Linked DNA regions of Macaca mulatta: region 2 is linked to region 1. The links are chromatin contacts, called in public Hi-C maps. All regions are on one chromosome and are shown on one strand. Each heading gives the region's core, a stretch centred on a gene start, on an enhancer-like site or on the middle of the called end of the contact. The rest is flanking DNA. Distances are from core to core; before and after follow the strand shown.

What was found. A called contact is a pair of places that touch in the nucleus more often than the background predicts.
Region 2: a Hi-C map of CD4 T cells shows a contact between it and region 1, with 4 times the contacts expected there. The contact joins two enhancer-like sites. A contact is called at or near these places in 2 of 14 Hi-C or Micro-C datasets (CD4 T cells and liver).

What each region holds. Positions count from the first base shown.
Region 1 is chr2:106,726,546-106,729,091 of T2T-MMU8v2.0, forward strand. All of the region lies in intron 12 of ANO10 (anoctamin 10), which reads right to left. Among named protein-coding and RNA genes, the nearest start is that of SNRK, 100 kb to the left of the region's middle. Within about 2 kb of position 1,281, at least 19 of the 40 cell types and tissues checked have an H3K27ac peak or open chromatin away from gene starts, as enhancers often do. A contact at or near this core is called in CD4 T cells, where this site is marked.
Region 2 is chr2:106,843,129-106,845,674 of T2T-MMU8v2.0, forward strand. The region is part of intron 11 of ANO10 (anoctamin 10); the gene reads right to left. Among named protein-coding and RNA genes, the nearest start is that of ANO10, 98 kb to the right of the region's middle. Within about 2 kb of position 1,268, at least 5 of the 40 cell types and tissues checked have an H3K27ac peak or open chromatin away from gene starts, as enhancers often do. A contact at or near this core is called in CD4 T cells, where this site is marked.

The DNA.
Region 1 (2,546 bases), core at 31-2,530:
CTGCTTCTAAGTCTAAAGATATAGCTGTACTGTACACTGAGAGCAGCAATGGCTTCCTTCTGTTTCCTTCACACAAACCTTTTCAGAAGCTGGAAAGTTCTATAAAGATGGCATCTAGCCCATGTGACTGGTACTCTTTGGAAGGGAGATCACAGTCACAGTTTAGGTTAAACTGCTGGCCAGCATGATCCTGCCTAAACCATATGGCTGCAGACAAATGAACAAACGTTGTGAAATCTAGAGTGTGTTAGAACTCTACCTCCTTGCTTTGCTTTTCAGAAACATGAGCTGATCCACTCAACAGGTGTTGAAGCAAATATGCCTTCAAATATTTAGTCCTTCCTCTAACATTACTAGTGCTTTCTTATATGAAGCCAAGAACAGCAGAGAACACAAGAGATAAGCTGTTTGCTAACAGGAAATCCCTTGGTAAAAGTTATAAAATATAGATGATTTGAGCCTGTTACCCTGAAAGACCTGCAAGCCATTTTGTTAAAAGCACATCAAATAAATGTTTCAGGAGCTCATGGTCAGCTTTCAGTGGGTAATTCTGTGTCACCTAGCAAAGCCCACAGCTGATTCACAGTTAACTTGGATGGATCTAGAAGAAGAAAGCAAACCAATATTTCCATAAGTCATTTCAGAGAAGTCAAACAAACAAGCTTGCACCAAATAAATAATCATGCAACTGTACTGGGTTGTGTTTATTTTATTGCCCTTTGAACCAAGCATTCCAGATAAGTATGTAGCAAAGCACATGGATAAATGTTCTTACTTATGTAAGCCTGATTAAAAGGGCATGAAAACCAATGGAAAGGAAGATTAAAACATCCACAATGACTTAACACAATAAGCTCAAGGATAAAAACTACCATTCTTATTTTCAAAAAGGAACTGGTATCAGTATCAACACTTCCTCAGTGTCCTCGGAAAAGCCAGTCACTCCCATGCGTGTTCCGGGCTGGGAGGAAGTGATGGCTGACCACAGAGGAAAGCACGTACTAGACGGAAATGGAACAAAACAAAACAAAACAAAACAGCGGGGTGAGTCAGAGCCTAATGGCCTTGATTCAATGAGAGACGACTCTTTCCAAACAAAACCTTCATCAGGTACAAATGTGCATCACCAACAGTCACACGCAAGAAAGGAACTCTGCCAACAGTTTTTAAAGTCCTGGCCTCCAGGGAAAGTCCTTCATTCTTAGGGAAGCAGGGTCTCACACAAACCCCACCTATGCTATTTAAAATGTGCTGAGGAATGTGCGGTCCCTGGGAGAGTGTGGGAGACACCCAATCGTCCAGCCACCAACCTGACACACCTGGACTGGACCTTGAGCCCACCACCCCTGGGTCTCCTCTCCCACTTCTCTACAGCTCCCTCCCCTGCTCCTTCCCCACTGCCCTTCTGGCCGGGAACCTTAGTGCAGAGCCACTGTGCAGGCTGTGCAGGCAGCTCTGGGAAAATCACAGATGCCTCTCTTGGCTCTCACTCTCAACCTCTGTGCCCAGCACACTGAACAGTAGCAGGTTTCTAGTTTCAGGGTCCTGCTGTTTGAGAGTTCTTTGGCTTTGCACAGACCCATGCATTTCTATTACTGAAGGCACAGTGCATTTGCCACATCTTCATGAAGCCTCCGTAGTCCGCCACAGGTAGGACTGATGTGCTCCACTCTGTGTTCCCACTGGGCTGCACCCCATAAGCAGAGGACCCAGTGTGGGAGCTGACATTACCCTGTTTGCTGGTCTCCCTATATCTGAGATGTGGCACAAAATTGGGGGTGAGCCAGAAGACTTATGAGGAGGACTTATGCAAAGTAACCACAAACGCATCTTTGAGGGGTCTCTTCTGCCCTTGGCTTCAAAATTAGACTCAAAAATGCAACTGGCAATTTCAGATGCTCTATGAAGACAACTTTATGAGTAGAATGAGTGTATTCTCACGCAGTGTGTTCCCAACCTTGCTGATCGGTAATCAGAATGGATCTAAGGATAACAATAAGTTTCTCAGGTCCCATTTGTAATTCTCATACAGTAGGTCTGGGGAGGAGTATAAGAATTTCTTTTTCAAAATTTTAACTTTGACATTATCTCAAACTTACAGAAAAAAAAATATAAGCATAGTAAAAAGGAGTCCTGAATACCCTCACTCAGATTTACCAATGGCTGACATTCACCCCATTTGCTTGATCACTCTCTCTGCAGCATGTTTTCTGAACGATCTGAGGGTAAGCTGCAGACATTATGCCCTTTTACACCCACTCATGTCAGCGTATATTTCTAAAACAAGGACTACAGGAGAATGTCCCCTAAATGATTATGAAAGGTGAAGTGATAATCAGTTTCCTAGTTTATCAAACTTCTCAAACTATATCAAAATGATAAAATTCAGAAAATATCAAAAACAGATGGGAAGTTCTAAGGTGTTACTGCAGAACAATAAAACTGCAACTGATTATTCTGAGGAAAAAAAACATATAAGGATGAATGCATGAATTCTTTTGTTCATGAAACAAAAATTATTTCCATGAGTTAGAACAGAACAGAAC
Region 2 (2,546 bases), core at 18-2,517, 120 kb after region 1:
GTGAGCTGAGATTGCGCCACTGCACTCCAACCTGGGTGACGAGTAAAACTCCGCCTCAAAAAATAAGGATGGATAGATAGATAGATAGATAGATAGATAGATAGATAGATAGATAGATAGATAGATAGAGTGTTGGAGATCTAAAGTGTGATCTACAGGTGAAAAAAACCAATGCAAATAAATCAAAGGCAAAGGAGAAGCATGAAATATCTCTGCCAAGAAACGTAAATAACAATTATGAAGCAGATGGGCAATGTAATTGGTACCTAGCTGACTGCAACTGTAGCTGTCTATGATGGCACAGTTTTCTGCCATTGCTAAGAGAGTTACTGTTCATAAAAAATCACATTAGTTTATGTAGTTTAGAGGAAAAAGTCTTTTCAACAAAATATCAGAGAAATGACAGAAAGAAAATTATTCTTTTTTTTTTTTGTTAAGATGGAGTCTTGCTCTGTCACCCGGGCTGAGGTAGAGTGGCACGATCTCGGCTCACTGCAACCTCCGCCTCCTGGGTTCAAGCAATTCTCCTGCCTCAGCCTCCTGAGTAGCTCGATTACAGGCACATGCCACCACGCCTGGCTAATTTTTGTATTTTTTGAACTCCTGACCTCGTGATTCTCTCACCTTGGCCTCCCAAAGCGCTCGGATTACAGGTGTGAGCCACTGTGCCCAGCAGAAAGAAAATTATTCTTGAATCCGTTTCAAAAAATTTATCAACCAGTCCAAAGTTTCTTTCAAAGAAGATGGTAAAAATCTGAACAAAGTTCTTTTGAATTCTGTTAAGTGCCATGAGAGTTGCTCTGGTTTGCTTTAGTAAAACTTAAGTAGAATGCATGAAAACAAAAGCAGCCTCTGGTATAGTATGAGATAGGATTAGCATAAATAAAATGCCATTGAGTTTTTAAATACTATCTAAGTTCTACACTAAATAGCATGCCACTTACACTTGAAAATAAATGTAATTAAGTACAATGTTTACGGTAATTTCTATAAAATGTTGGGCATCAGATCCCCAGTTAGAATCAAAATTTTCTGTCACATCACTTTTGCTATGAGAAAATAAGATTCAAATTAAAATTGTTTTAATTGTCAGAACATTTTTCTGCTGAGCATGAGGACTGCCTATAGGCTGGATTCCCTCAACACTATTTCACTAGTAAATTGACTAAGAAGCATGTGTTTTTCATGAGATGTCATCATCTACATGGGTTTACTCAGGTACCAGTGAAACCCAAAATTATACCACATCAAAGCCCTTTATGTGAGGCATGCTTCAAAGCCTCAGTTGGCTTTCTTACTCATCAGGAATGATATAACACATTTTCTTCACATGCTCTTTTCAGTAAGTCATCTTTCAGATCACAGAACCAAAACACTGTCATTTTGTGATGGATATTCCAGAGAAGGAGGTGACATACACATTCATGAGGTCAAGAAATGAAAAACTGTCAGCCAGTGGGTTTGAATTTGTTATTATTCTGCAGTTTTCACATTATTTATTTATGTTCAACTAAATAATATGGTCCCTGAGGGCAAAGATTATACTTTATTCTCCCTATAGGGCCAGGATATTATGAGTATGTATAATAGGGCTAAAAGATACTTGTGGAAGAAATTATTTTATGTTTCAATCTGTAGCAGAGAGACATGTGCCTTGTTTCTCAGAACAGCTAAAAATGATAAAGGATTTAAGATGTAAATTATTAAAGAAACAAAGAAAAAATATTTCCCCCAAATTCCGATGATGAATAAAAGATGTTTAAGATACAGTGTTCCTGCAAAGCTATAATTTTGAATGAGTACACTTTAATGCATTTTACTCTATGTGTGTTAATCCTCACCTTTAAAATAAAGATATAATGCTCTTACAGTATTATCTAGGACTTATTTGACACGAACCATTCTCAGCGTCATCCTTGTCTCAGAAATGACAATTCCATTTGTGAAGGTGCTCAGGCCAAACCAGAGGGTCATCTGTGATGTCTCTCTTTTGTTACCCCTCACCTCCATCATATTATCAAATCCTTCTTTTTGCCTTGAAAATCTATCCACAACCCACCCACTTTGGCTACCTCCACATTTCCTGCCCTGGTCCAGGACACTATTGTCTCTGTCCTAAGTCATTGCCATGGCTTCCTACCTGGTCTCTCTGCCTTTGCTCATATCCTGTGCATTTTATAGTCAACAGAATATCCAGAGGCCCCCCCTCCGCCAGGTATCTGCATTGCTTTCCCATCACTCACTCCAGGTCTTAACCCAGAAATCAGTCTCCCTAGGACATTTTCTCAGACCAACTTCCTTAAAACTGTACCACCACCCCTACCATGGTACTTCCCATTTCCCTTCCTCACCTTATTTTTCTCCTGAGTGGTTATCACTGATTAACATACTATACATTTCATCTCGTTATCATCTATCTTCCCCCCTAAAATATACTCCACGAGTACAGAGGTTTTCCTTCCTTCTGTTCACTGCTGTATCCTCACTGCCAAGTAAAGTGTCTGGCATCAAGTAGGTGTTAATATATCTATTGAATTAACTGAATG